Regions from separate parts of the Mus musculus genome. Here region 2 is linked to region 1. The links are chromatin contacts, called in public promoter capture Hi-C maps. All regions are on one chromosome and are shown on one strand. The core of a region is the stretch at or near the end of the contact, and the rest is flanking DNA. Distances in the headings are between cores, read along the strand shown.

The links. Promoter capture Hi-C pulls out the DNA fragments that hold promoters and counts their contacts.
Region 2: a contact with region 1 is called in a promoter capture Hi-C map of embryonic stem cells, with 2.6 times the contacts expected there. The contact joins the promoter of Jtb here to the promoter of Pygo2 in region 1. A contact is called at or near these places in 2 of 39 promoter capture datasets (embryonic stem cells and erythroid cells) and 1 of 115 datasets of contacts at active chromatin or transcription factors (pancreatic cancer cells).

What each region holds. Positions count from the first base shown.
Region 1 is chr3:89,425,489-89,432,845 of GRCm38.p6, reverse strand. Pygo2 (pygopus 2) reads right to left here and starts at 2,632. Exons shown (of 3, transcript NM_001293768.1): 1 at 2,117-2,632; 2 at 1,670-1,719; 3 at 1-396. The coding sequence starts at 2,219. It overlaps Shc1 (src homology 2 domain-containing transforming protein C1), which reads right to left. Exons shown (of 12, transcript NM_001113331.2): 8 at 6,145-6,331; 9 at 5,989-6,058; 10 at 5,776-5,907; 11 at 5,400-5,638; 12 at 2,817-4,529. The coding sequence ends at 4,401.
Region 2 is chr3:90,228,006-90,235,362 of GRCm38.p6, reverse strand. It overlaps Jtb (jumping translocation breakpoint), which reads right to left and starts at 3,766. Exons shown (of 5, transcript NM_206924.2): 1 at 3,323-3,766; 2 at 3,131-3,168; 3 at 2,852-2,934; 4 at 1,361-1,440. The coding sequence starts at 3,405.

The DNA of each region.
Region 1 (7,357 bases), core at 1,383-3,882:
CATCACCTGCCCACCAGGTGGGCTAAAGTTTTGGCCCAGAGACTGGTTGAAGGGTTGACTGGGAAAGTTCATGTTGCCAGGGGGCGGGTAGCCAGGGCCCTGAGGGGGCATATTAAAAGCTGGACCCATAGGGTTGGGGGGAAAAGGAGGGGGCTGCCGACGAAGTGGCTGGGGACCCCCTCCTCCTCCAGTGCCGTAGCCTGGGGGTACCTGGCCTGCCATGCCCCCCTGTACACGAAAGCCTCCAAAGGGCACCGGACTGCCGAGGAACGGAGGGCCTGCGCCCCCCACTTTAGGGGCTCCGAAATCATCCTCAAAAGGGTTAGAAGCGACCAGATGATCCACCATGGGGGTCGGGGGTGGGGCGAACTCCGTCAGATGTGAATATGCAGGACCCTGGTGAAAACAGGAAGAAGATGGGAGACAGAGGCCAACAAGGAGAGCACCGCAGACACAACACACTCTTTGGAGGCTGACGCAGCTCAGATCCAAACCTCTGGCTGACCTTAGACACGCTAGAGGGTGCAAGGCAAAGCCCATGGTGCAACAACCCCACGGTGCAACCGCATTGTTTAAAAAACCAAAACTCCAACAAGGCAGATAGGGTTGGAGGGATAGCTCAGTGGTTAAGCACCAGAGTGATTCCTAGTACCCATGTTGGAGGGATCACATCTCTGGCCTCTCACACATCATATAGCTAAATGCAACAACAACAACAACAACAACAACAATAATAATAAATATCAAAAATCACAAAAAATACAAAACCCAGGTCTGACCTCAAAGTAATTACTTTTTAAATTTTTTAAATTTTGAGACAGTATCTTTTATAACCCAGGCTGACCTTGAACTTCTCACTGTCCTCATCCCCCTACCTCTGTTTCTGGGATGTATATATCTGGTTTATAAGGTCCTGGAGTTTGAACTCATGGTTTTGTGCACAATAGGTAGGCTGGCACTCAGAATATTTGTTTGTTTGTTTGTTTGTTTGTTTGTTTAGAGTTTCTCTGTGTGGCCACCCTGGCTGGCCTGGCCCAGGAAGTATTTAATTTTATAAAACTAGTATTTTCCTCAATTTTTATAATATAAACGGTTAAAGCACTGTAGCATTATGACACTTAGAAAAGATTCAGTAAGCTGAGCCTGGTGATACATGCCAGTCATACCAGCAACAAGAATCCAGGCTGGAGAAATGGCTCACGGGTTTAGGGGCACTTGCAGCTCTTGCAGAAGCCCTGGGTTCTGTTCCCAGCACCCACGTGGTAGCTCACAGATGCCTCTCCTCCAGAGTTCTGGGAAAGGGACCCCGCACTTGTCCAGAGGGTCCCCAGCACTACAGAAACCAGTATGGCGGTGCACATCTGGAATCCCATCACTTTGGTAAGCCAAAGCAGGAATATCATAAAGATCCAAAGCCATCCTTAGCTACACGGCAAATATGAAGCCAGTCTGGGACACAAGAGACCTTGTCTCAAAAAGGAAGGGAAAGGAGCTGGGCTAAACGCTGTCATCAAGACAGAACTAGGATCCGAAAGGAAAAAGAAGGAAGAGTATTTCTGTTTTTTTCTTGACCCTGCACCTGGTGGAAAGCACAAGAGGGCAGCCAGGTACACAGCTAGACAAAGCAGGGGGGGCTTCTACGATACTCCCACCACAGACCCCCATTTACCTGAGTATTGGACTTTCTTCGCTTCTTTTCAGGGCTCTTCATTTGCAGACCTAGAAGAGCAGCAATGGGCAGACGGAGGCAAGTTTTCCCGAGGTTTCTACAAGTCTCTTTCCTCCCAGCCACTCTCCAGACTCTAACTTCCACGTACACTTGCTTACTTATTTAAGAAACAGGGGTGAGATATGAAAAATGGCTAGTATGACTATACTCTCAGCTACGTCTTCCTGCAAATCAAAGATAACCCAATCTCTTGAAACTACCAGGTTTGTCTCAATTCAGTGTCATCCAAAACCTGAAGTGTTCTGTGACACCTGTCTCCAACCACTGACCCTTCTCACCTGAGGCTACCTCCAGGCTCCTAGGCAACCTCCCCCATCCCCCAACCGTTCCATCCGAGGTTCCAGGGTCCCGGGCCTCAACAGCCCCTGCCCTTCTCTGCGCTCTCACCGGCCTTGCCCTGCTTCCTCCCGGTGCTGGGCGGCGCGGGGGGCGGTGCGGGGCCGCTGCCTCCCTCCAGCTTGTCCGGTGGGGGCGGCGCCGAGGCGGCCATGGATTGGGGACCCGAGTCAGCGTCGGCGGGGGATGGAGGCGTCCTCGGGCCGCACCATCGCCCGGAGGGGAGTCAGGGGCAGCGCAGCCCCCCCGAGCAGCAGCAAGCCCTAGCCACGCCGAGGGGGAAAGCACAGAGCCGTTGCACCAACTGCGCGCCTGCTCCAGACTCACCGCCCGCCCGCAGCCACAGCAACCGGAACCGGAACTCCAATGGGTCACCACCACGGAACGCGGTGGGGAGGGAAAGCAGGGAAGGGCCCAGACGCCGCACCCAGGAAGGCTGGGCCTCGCCACGCCACTCCTCCGAAGTGCGCCTGTCGCCGCCCAGCTAGCCCGGTAGCAGAGTGGAACGCACCACTCGACAGGGGCCGTGCGAGCTGCGGGTGGGCCTGGGGGCGGTCCGGACACGCCCCTTCCCGCCGCGAGCCAGTCGCCTTGCAGATACGTCCCTACCGCACAGCCTCGCAGCTCCCCAAATCTCTGCAAACTGGTGCCTGCGGGCTGGCGCTGGCTTGGAGCCCACTGGACCTAGCCCAGATGGGGTCCGTCACCACCTCCCACAGACAGCCCCCATCAATCAGACTTTCCAGAGGAGTTGAGAGGCCGAGGTAAAAGAAATACGAACTTTAATGAAGACTATTTCCCTTTGGTATAAGACATCCAAACCAAAAATTTGGCGACCATTCCTTGTCCAGAAAGCCTACACACAGAGTGAGCTTGCAAGGTTTCTGTGCTGGCTGCAGCTGCCCGAAAGCAGAAGGTAGGATCTAAAACTATCACATCATAGTCCCACAACACTGCTCAGCCAAATTTCTGCTCAGTTGTCTTGGCGAAAAAGAAAAAGGGGGGGGGGAGGAGTGGGGTACAATCCTGTCCTAGTTAAGGCCAGGGAGTAAAATCCCAACAGTTGTTTAAAAAAAAAAATAAAAGTTTGGAAAAGTCATCGAGGTGATGTATAAATGTAATTGATTATCATAATTCTGTGCTCAAAAGTCAGCAATGAAAAACAAAACCAGGAAAATAAATCTACAGCCCTAAAATGTATACATGTTTTTTAAAAAAGAGAGTGCAGTTCCAGACCTGCAAATGGTATTGGGGATTGTCTACTGCTTCAGTCTTATTGCCTCCACAAAACCCACACTGACTGTACACACCCTGGAGGCCCAAGTCAGACGCACACACCTATCCCAAAGGAGGGAGGCAGGATGGGGTTACAGTGAGGGCTATACTTTGGCTGTAGACTATAACACACATGCAAACATGGGAGGAGCAGGCTTGAGAAATGTATACAGACCCCTTGGAGGAAAGGCATTGAGGTCAGGAGGCACTGAGCAAGATGGGTCCAGTCCTGCCCCTCCCCGCTACCATCAGGAAGAAGGCTCTGGGGTAATCGCTCTTTTTGGTTTTTGGAGACAGGTTCTCTCTCCATAGCCCTGGCTGTCCTGGAACTCACTCTGTTGTAGATCGGATGGCCTCACAATTCCTCCTGTCTCTGCCTCCTGAGTGCTGTGATTAAAGGCGTGCGCCACCATATTCAGGCTTGGGGCAATCTCTTAAGGGCTGCACATCCGAAAGGCAGAGCAGATAGCGGCCACTCCTGTCCCTATTCTCCCTAGACACAGGAAGGGGTGCTGAATAGGACAGGGCTCCAGAAGCCAAGGTGGCAGTAACCCCTGTCCACACGTGAAGGGCCTGAGAACTCTGCATTAAGTATCTGCAGACCTATGATAGTCAAAGGCACAAAGTTTAAGGGGAAGCAGAGGGAGTGGGATATGTTATGCGGGATCTGGGGTACCCTGAAGACCCAGGAGTAAACCAGAGGTATAATTATTTCCCTTCCCCCAAAGGGCAGTTGCTCCACTGGGCCTATCATCACAGGGCATTTTCCATTATAAGAACCCACCCTTTGGGGGGGAAGGGCATCAGGTTGGCACAGGCAAGGCCCAGACAAGGGACCACTCTGCACATTAATACTTTGGTGAAGTTTGGCCAGAGGCAGGATGCTACCCCAGGCTCCTTACTGAAACCCTCTTTTTCTCTCTCTCAAGTGGGCACTAAACCCATGTCCTCGTTGCTCCCAGTTCCCACCCAAGGCCAGACCCACAAAACAGAGGTCCCACAAGTTAGAGAATACGGGAGACGGAAATGGAGAGCATCCTGTTGGAGAAGCTGAGAAGGATCACACTTTCCGATCCACGGGTTGCTGTAGGCACAGTTCGCTGCCCGCAGAGATGATGGGCAAGTGATTGTCCATGTGGTAGCTGATCAGGTGACTGACACTCTCAAAGCGGTGATCCTTTGTCCGAACCTGGGAGGCAGGGAGAGAAGGTTGGGTCAAGAGAAGAGCTCAGGAAGACTGAGGAAGGCGGGCCAGCAGCCGTGATTATCCAGGCATCTTTACAGAAAAGACAGTCACATGGGTGGGAATGGGCAGTGAACTGGGCGAAGGGGAAGGAGACCAGAAATCACGGAAGCTGACAGTGAAAATTCTGACTTGAAGGAAGCTGGTGTCTCTCAAAAGTGACACAATGCAAAACCAAGGTGGAAAAAATGCTGAGAAGAGAAAAGAAACTGAGCAGAGCGGTGGCGGCACAGCCTTTAATCCCAGCGCTGGGGAAGCAGGGCAGGCGGAGCGCTTCAGTTCGAGGTCAGCCTGGTCTACAGAGTGAGTTCCAGGGCTACACAGAGAAACCCCGTCTTGAACCTCACCACCACCCCTCCCCTAAAAAAAAAAAGAAGAAAAAGAAAAGAAACCAAGGTTGTATGGAATAGTAAGGCAGGTTAGATTTGTTGAAAACAAAACAAAACAAAACAAAACCCTGAGTTTGAAGCTAAGGAGCTAGGGAGGCTCCTGACTCCTCTTGCAAGAGAAAATTTGGGGTCTCCACCCCCTAACCACTGACACTGGGCACCACTGCCTTTCCAGTGTCATTTCCTCACTTAGCAAAAGATCAAGTAAGCACTCTCTGGGGGCTGGCAGGCTTCACTGGGATGTGAGGACTGGTCAGAACTGAGAAGAACACAGCTCAGACTCGAGGACAGCAGGGAAGGAACCCTGAGCCACTGCAGGTGGATGCAAGTGTCCAGCAAGGGCAAAGGAGTCCACAGGAAGCCTCCGGCAAAGGAAGTCTAGAAAGCAAAACCACACCAGCCCCTGCCACACCTCTGTCACACTTACCACACCTTCAGGGTCCACCAGCAGCAAGTGCTTGGGCTGCCCACTCTGCAGGCCAGTGAGCACATACTGGCCAGGCGTGGTCGTGCTCTCTCGCACCAAGAAGTCACCATTGAGCTGCAGCAGCGCCTCGGCCTCCCTCCGGCTCAGCTTCCCGTGGAACCAGGGCTCCCCTTGCAGCTGCTCAGCCATGGACATGGACTGCGGTGGGGGTGGCACCCGAAGTGCATCTTCAAAGGGCTCTAGGGGTGTAGAGAGACAGCTGGGAGAGGTGCCCCAGTATCACCTGAGACCCAGACTCAGTGTGGGAAGCCAGGTAGGGGAGAACAGGCAGAAAAGAAGGAACAACGGAAGGTGGGGCTACAAGAGACTCACTCACTCATGTCAAAAAGGTCTCGGGGTGCACTGCCATTAAGAGAAGGATTTGGGGGCCCAGCCCCACCCCCAGCCTGCCGGGCCTTGTCTAGATTCTGGATGTTGACATAGGAGGGGTCATCGAAGAGTTCTCTGCCTGTTAAGGAAAAAAAGACAGCATCAATCCCAGCCCCGCCTTCTGTACTCATCTCTGTCCGTATCAGCAAACTGTGCTCACCTGGGCAAGGCGGCGGAGGCAACATCTGTTTACGGACTTCATGGTCTCCTGCAGCATGCTGCCCTATAGGCTACAGAAGAAGAAAATTGGGTGAGACCAAGGCCCTAGCCAGCCATTCCCACCCTGGTCTTAAGCATCTCCATCCTGGCTCCTTACCAGTGTAGCTCCCAAGTGGCTGGACATCTGGGCACTAGGCAGAGTGGGTCGAGCAGCCCCTTCCCGAAGCCTCATATCTACCACCCCACCAAGAGGGGGTTCCTTCCCTGGAAAGTCATTGTAGTACTGATGGTCAGGGGGCTCTTCTTCCTCCTCATCCCAAGCTGAGCCATCAAAGCCAGCCATCCTGAAAAGAGAAGGATGAGAGAAGAGGCAGGTGTAAATCTCTAGCTAGGAGACCCAGGAAGGGAGAACAGTGATCACATACTAGGCACATACTATGGCTCAGCTCTGAGGCCTGATGTTATAACCCTGTAAGGCTGGTATTCCTTCCACAACTTAAGAAACAGCAATAAAAATTGGGGGTGGACCTTTAATCCCAGCACTCGGGAGGCAAAGGCAGGCAGATTTCTGAGTTCAAGGCCAGCCTGGTCTACAAAGTGAGTTCCAGGACAGCCAGGGCTACACAGAGAAACCCTGTCTAGAAAAACAAAAAAGGGGAGGAGAGATACACACAAGATCTCTTAACTGAAATTAAGAAATTAACTCTCACTTTTGACAGCTATGCGACCTCCTCAGAGGCGTGGAAGCACTATCAAACAAAGCAGATGTCCAGAAGGATTTCACAAAGGGCCTGGTGGGTCACACTGATAATCTCTTGAGACTTGAAGAAAGAAGCCTGGGGACTCTCCGGTAAGAGATGCTGGGACTTGGGAAATAGCTCATTTCCTAAAGTGTGAGGATCAGAGCTCAGATCACCAGGATCCGTGTGTAAGCCAGGCCACCTGTACAGTGGTGGCCACCTGTAATCCCAGCACCCTTGAGGCAGAGACAGGATCCAGAGCAAACTGGCTGCTGCTAGCCCTATCTGACAAGCTCCAGGTCAGAAGGAGATCCTGCCTCAATAAAGTGTGCCGCACCAGAGGAAGACACCTACATCAACTTCAAACCTCTGTACCCACACACAACATAGGCCCCACATGCACACATACACACATACACACACACACACACACACACACACACGTACAAAAAAAAGAAAAAAGTTTTTCTCTTAAACCAGATTTTTTTTCTTTTCTCTCTAATTCTTCCCCCACCCACCCCCTTCTTTCTTCCTTTTTCTCTTTTTTTGTTGGTTTCTCTATGTAGTGCTGGCTGTCCTGGAACTCCCTCTGTAGACCAGGCTGGCTTCAAACTCAAACATTCTACTGCC
Region 2 (7,357 bases), core at 2,517-5,016, 800 kb before region 1:
TCACTCCCAGGGAAAGTCAGTTTCTCTTAATTACCATTCTTCATGGCAGCCCACCCAAAACACTATCTGAAAATAAGAGAAACTAGTTAGTCTGTAGTTAATCTGTAGCCTCCGATGAGATAAACAGAGCAGCATTAACCAGTTTGATTGCTTTTTTTTTTTTCTGATAAAGTTTCACCGGGTGCTGGTGGTGGTGGTGGTCCATGCCTTTAATCCCAGCACTGGGGAGGCAAAGGTAGAGAGATCTGAGTTCAAAGCCAGCCTGGACTACACAGCAAGTTCTAGGAGAGCCAGATCCATACAAAGAAACCCTATCTCAAAAACAAAACAAACAAAAAAGTCTCAGGTAGTTCAAGCTGCCCTTGAACTCCCAACTCCCCTGCCTCCACTTCCCAAATGCTAGGATTATAAGGTGTACTACCACGCCCAGCTCTTCTTCCTTTTTTAAAAAGAAGTTATATTTGTTTTTTATATTTTGTGTGTGCATACTCATGCCAAGGAAGAGGTTGCCATTGTCCCTGTCTGAAAACACACACACACAAACACACACACACACACACACAAACAACCAATTAGAAGACAACTTGCTGAAATGAGTTCTATACTTCTAGCATCCATATGTGTGCTTAATGCCCAAGGAGGCCAAAAGAGGGTGCTGGCAGATACCTGGGAACTGGAGTCAGACCAACTTTGTAGGTGCTGAGAACTGAAACAGGGTTCTCTGCAATAGTGCTAAGTGCCTTCAATCACTGAAGCATCTAATCAGGCTCTCTTAGAAATATGTCTGCCGGGGCTGGTGAGATGGCTCAGTGGGTAAGAGCACCCGACTGCTCTTCCAAAGGTCCAGAGTTCAAATCCCAGCAACCACATGGTGGCTTACAACCATCCGTAACGAGATGACTTACATATAATAATAAATAAATCTTAAAAAAAAAAAAAAAAGAAAGAAATATGTCTGCCTCTGCCTTCTGAGAGTGCTGAGATCAAAGATGTGTGTTATCACACCTGGCTTTGCTGCCTGCTTACTTGAGAATAGGTACTTATGATATAGCCTTGACCCACTAAACTCCTCCCCTACATAGACCAGGCTGGTGTTGATCTCAGCCTGCTTCTGCCTCCTGAGAGCTGGGAGTCAAGGAATAACCCACCCTAGCACTTTACTAATGGGCTACATTCCCCATGTCCTGACCAAATTATTTGATCAGAGAATATAACCAATAACATAGTGCTGAAGACCGGGGTTAGGAACTAGGGGTAATCTGGCTCCCCTCTCCTCCTCTGCCAAACTACACCAAGACTGGGAGATAGCTTCCTAATAGGATCAGAAGAGGTTACCACAGGGTAGAGAAACAACTCTTACCTTTTGAATTCATTCCTCTTAGATGAGCTGCATGTGATTTTTTCCACATACCCTGTAGAACCACACTCAGGTGTTGTTTTCTACCAAAAGAAATATCCAAAAGCACATTAGGAAGAAGTAAACAAGAAACAGAAGGCCTGCGGGCCAGAAAGAGCCAGAGCTGGCGGAGGACAGCACAGAGCTAATAGATGGTGGAGGTGGTTGGTGGAAGGAGGAACAATTACGACATAAAGAGAAATTCCAGAATTTATTATGTATTAAAAATTATGGTGAGGCTATGCCGGGGCCTGGCAAACACAGAAGTGGATGTTCACAGTCAGCTACTGGATGGAACACAGGGCCCCCAATGGAGGAGCTAGAGAAAGTACCCAAGGAGCTACAGGGGTCTGCAACCCTATAGGTAGAACAACAATATGAACTAACCAGTCCCCCCGGGGCTCGTGTCTCTAGCTGCATATGTATCAGAAGATGGCCTAGTCGGCCATCATTGGGAAGAGAGGCCCCTTGGTCTTGCAAACTTTATATGCCCCAGTACAGGGGAACGCCAGGGCCAAGAAGTGGGAGTGGGTGGGTAGGGGGGTGGGGGGGAGGTGGAGAGGGTCTGGGGGACTTTTGGGATAGCATTTGAAATGTAAATGAAGAAAATACCTAATTAAAAAAATAAATTAAAAAAATTTATGAACAGAGCAGGACACTGCCATCAGTGTGGAAAAGGCCTATTTTCAGAGGGAAATTAAGTTCAAGTTTGAGGGCTGCTGAGATGCCTCTGTGGGTAAAGATATCTGTAGTGAAGATTAGCAAATTGCATCTATGTGGTGGGAAGAGAGAAAGTTGTCCTCTGACTTCTGTGGCACATGACCCACAGAAAACGAATACAATGTTCAAAACCAGCCTGGCCTACATGGTGAGTTGTTCCAGACCAGACAGTGCTACATAGTGAGACACTGTCTCAAAATAAAATAAATAAATAAAATGAGGGCTGGAGATATGGCTCGGTGGTGAAGAACACTGGTTGCTGGTTGCTCTTAGAGAGAACAGGGTTCCATTCCCAGCACCCACATTGGAACTCAATCTTTTCTAACTCTGATTCTAGGAGATCTGATGACCTCTTCTGGATTTTTAGGGCATCTCTCCCACCCCAAATACATATGCAAGCAGGCAAAATACCTATATACATAAAATGAAACAGACCAAAAAAAAAAAAATGATTTGAGCATAACCTAAGAGTCTGGGAAGAAAGGAAGAAAGACACATTAATGGCATGCTTTTGGTTTGGTTTGGTTTGGTTTGGTTTGGTTTTTCGAGAAAGGGTTTCTCTATGTAGCCCTCCCTGGCTGTCCTGGAACTCACTCTGTAGACTAGGATGGCCTCGAACTCAGAAATCCTCCTGCCTCTGCCTCCCAAGTGCTGGGAATAAAGGTGTGCACCACCACTGCCCAGCCATTAATGGAATGCTTACCAAAACAACAAACAAACAACCCAAATACTCACAATCTGGAAGTTAGAACACGGAGTACACTCTTCAGTCACCACAAACTCTTCTGCCAACCAACATGGCGAAGTTGAAGTGCTCACTAAAAGGAGAGAGAGAAAAACGGCCAGCCGAAGACCATTCAAAAAACATTTCTCTCAAAGGCTCTGCCCATCTAGCTTCCCAACACAGTGCTTGCCCTCATTCCATGTGGCACCTTATTTTTCTGTGTTCTGGGTATACTAAAAAGACATTAGAAACAAGCCATAGAGGTACAGGGTTCTCGGGCAATCACCCACCTGATAGCTTCTCCTCGCGCACCGGAGCCTCTGCCTCGCTGCAGGAAGGGGAAGGGGGTAAGAACAACAGTGAGCTCGCAGAAGACAGCGCATACCCACTTTGGACGTCTGTGGATGAGGTGTCCTGGTTTCTGGGGCGTAGACTATGGGGTTCGCCTGCGATCTCCTTTCCTCTCCCCAGTACCCACTTACCAGAGTTTTAAGGTGAAAGCGCACAGCAGCCAACAGAGGTGGCCGGCCCGGGGGAGGCCACGCCTCCCCGCGCCCGCGAGCATGGAGCGGTCAGGGTCGCACCTGTTGCAGCAGACCTCCCTGAGGTTCCAGCTCCGAGCAGCCAGATGCCAGAGTTCTCAGTCTGGGCCAACTAGAGCGCTATAGGAACGGCCTCGTGACCACAGCGAGAATAATCCATGCGGGTGTCTTGCTAGAAGCACGAGGTCTTTGTGGGGACGCAGGCGTCCGGGAAAGGGGTACGCGGGTCCGGACCTAGTGCCCGTGCCCCTCGGCCTCGGTCTCGGGAGCGGCCATCTTGCTCGCGGAGGCTCCTGGTCCCGGCACTGGCGACGCCGACTCTTCCCGGGTGCTCTCGTCTGTTTGCTGCTGTTGTCGTTCCGGACTCGGTGGCAACTGCATCTCACTGCGTTTGCGCAGGATCACGCGACTCTTCAGCTGGGCGCCGCGCGGCAGTGTGGTCCTTGTAGTGTTTGCAGAGCCGGCGGGACCGGTGGTAGAGGCGATCTCATTTGTTCTGGGTTCGCTTCTCCCTGATAACACAGCTGCTTGTCTGTTTAGAACCAGGAGAGCCGGGAGGAATAAAAAGGGGCCAAATGCCGCTCTGTCTGTACTTGGGTCCTTCATCAAAACTTTGGGCTCACCATTAGGTGACACCCTCCCCATTTCTGGTTTAACACCCTGGCCATCCTTGACACCTTGGGTTCCGGAAATCTGATGGGAAGAGAAACTGCATCGCATTTGAAACTTGCTCTTGTCCCTGGACTCCCACCCGACTCTACGCAAATGAACGGTGTCTGTTTCCCCTTCTGTGAGTGTGAAACTGCTTCACAGAGCTATTCCTTTGAAAAACCTCAGTAGTTCTCACCTCGTCCTTGCTCCTACAAATAAGGAAATGATCTCAAGGCTAAGAGCACAGATTTTTAATATTTATTTGGTTGGTTGGTTGATACTTATATTTTTTAATTTTATGTTGCTGTTGTTGTTGTTATTATTTTGAGGAAGGGTTTCTCTGTGTAGTTCTCTCCTGGAACTTGTTTTGTAGACCAAGCTGGCTTCAAGACCCAAGAGCTGGGATTAAAGGCCTGTCACCTCTTTACCTGATTAGAGCGTAGAGATTTTAAATTGAAAGTATTATTGGAATTAGATTTAGGAGCTTGTCAGCGACTCGATTGGTGGTGTGGTGGCTCAAGCCTTTAGTCCTAGTACTCAGGAGGTAGGTAGAGTTTGAGACCAGCCTTGAAAACATAGCAAGTTTCAGGCCAGCCAGAATTAGATGATGACAGAATTGAATTTCTGTCCAGAAAGAAACAAAGGAAGGAAGAAAGAAAAAAAAAAGAAAGAAAGAAGAAAGAGAGAGAGAAAAAAATCTGTTCTTCTGAAGAGGTGGCTCAGTAGTTAAGAGTCTAGATGGTCTTCCAGAGGATCCAGGTTTGATTCCCAGCGCCCACAGGGACTCAAACCTACAGTTAGTTGCAGGAGGTTACACACTCTCTTTTGGACACCACCGGTACCAGACATGCACAGGATGTACACCAAAGCACACACACAAACACACACACACACACACACACGAAATAATTTTTTTTTTTTTTTTGAGACAGGGTTTCTCTGTGTAGTCCTGGCTGTCCTGGAACTCACTTTGTAGACCAGGCTGGCCTCGAACTCAGAAATCCACCTGTCTCTACCTCCCAAGTGCTGGGATTAAAGGCATGCGCCACCACTGCCCGGCGAAATAATTTTTTTAATAAAAAAATTCTTCCCTGGGATGTGACTAAGATGTTAATCTTGCTGGGCATGGTGGCACAGCCCTTGAATGCCAGCACTCAGGGGGCAGAGGCAGGTAGATCTTTGAGTTTGATGCCAGCCTGGTTTACAGAGTAAGTTCCAGGACCACTAGGGCTAATCAGAGAAACCATGTTTAGAAAAACAAAACAAGAAGCTGGTATTTTCCTTGGGGGTCACTGTCTTTTTGCTGCTTGAATTTAAGGCAGGGTCTTAATGTGGAGCACTGGTTGCCCTTCAGCCTGTAGCAGCTCTGCCTTTGCCTCCTACATGTCGACTCCAGAGTAAACAAGACCCTATCTCAAAAACTAAGTAAATCAATGAAGTAAAAAGAAATAAATAATTCCAGATTTGAGGTAGACCAAATGTGCCAAAGTTTATCTAGAGCCTAGCGTTAGTGGCACATTCCTTTAATTCCAGCATTTGGAAGGCAGAGGCAAGTGGATCTCTGAGTTCAAGGCCAGCCTCCTCTACAGAGCAAATTCCAAGACAGCCAAGAGCTGCACAGAGAAACCTTGTTGGAAGGGAGGGAAGGGAGGGAAGGAAGGAGAGGGGAGGGAGGGAGGGAGGGAGGGAGGGAGGGAGGAAGGAAGGAAGGAAGGAAGGAAGGAAGGAACTTTACTGAGGCAGTATCTCACAGGGCTACAGCTGTGTCGTTTTGGAAGTTAACCTGATTTTCTGTGTTACTCAGAAAAGTGTGGCTGTCCCTTTTCTATCTCTGTTTTAAGCATGTTTTCTCAAATACTTTGGACATCTTACTCTTCCTAACGCTCCTGTCCCCACCTCGTGGCAGCTTGTCCATGCAGACTTAAACAAAATAGCATTTCCGCCCTACACTGAATCTTACAGCGTCTGCCCCAGGAAACATTTAACCCTAATAAAGTTGCCCTTGAACTTAAGGGGAAGCAGGAGTTTTCCCCCATAAGTGAGAGCTCTGTCTCAAAAATCTTTATGTTGTGTGGGTTTGTGTGAGTGCTTTTGTGCCACGTGTGCTTGTGGAGGTCCAGGAACAACTTTCTAGAAGTTTCTTTTCACCTTAAGGCAGGATCTTTTTCCCGAGTTATGTTCTTCCTGGCAATTCTCCTGTTTCCACCTCCCACCTCGTCTAGGAGTGCTGTGGTTGTAGATGTGACTCAGCACCTGGCTCTTTACAAGGTTGGGCCAGCCTGTGCCCTCCGACCCTATGTCTTGTCTGAACTCGTGTTGTGAGGCTTCCTGGCTGACACTTTTACCCATCTTCTCAGCAGTTCATTTTGTTTATTGAAGACCACAGATCGTTGTGTAGTGCATGCTGAGATAAAGAGCTGAGGTATGGGATTCCCATGGATGAGACCAGACTAAGCCATGTCAGGAAACAGTCTCAAAGAGGACAATAAAAGAGAGTGAAAGAGGGTAAAGTACAGTCAGGGTCAGTGAATCCAGCCTGAACTTACTGATTTTTGTGTGTCTATAGTATTATCTCCTTTATTTTTCAGGAATTAAATATTGTTTATGTCACAGCACTTGGGAGGCAGGAGGACCACTGCAAGTTCAAGGCCAGCCTGATCTACATTGTGAGACCCCATGTGGTGGTCTGAATGGGAACAGCCTTTGTAAGCACATATATTTGACTGATTGGTCTCTAGTTGTTAGAACATTTTGGTAAGGATTAGGGGGTGTGGCCTTGTTGGTGGAGGTGTGTCATTGGGGATGGCTTTGAGGTTTCAAAAGCCACACTATGTTCAGTTAGCTTTCTCTGCCTTGTGCTTGTGAATCATCACACAGACCTCACAGCTACTGCTCTAGAGCCATTCCTGCCTGCTTGTTTCCATGCTCCCTACCATGATGATCACTCACTCCAACACTCTGAAACTGCAAGCAAGCCACTAATGAACTCTTCTTTAAGTTGCCTTGGTCAAGATGTGCAACTGGACTTTTGGCTACTTTGTGGGTTTTCTTACATCCTCATCCACCCCTCTTCTGCCCTTTCAACCTCCTAACACTAGGTAGGAGAAACAAAAGGATAGAGGGGAAAGGGGACAAGGATATGATATTGTTAGACTACTTCCTGTGATTAGGGGCATCAAGTTCCTTGGAGCAAGTTTGATCTTCACTATTATATCTAATTTCTTATCTCTTAATAGTGTCTAACCATCAGCTGGCCAACAGCCTCTTGATTGGGGCTCTAGCATTTACATATCCTCTGAAAAGTCCCAGAATTCCAAACATCAC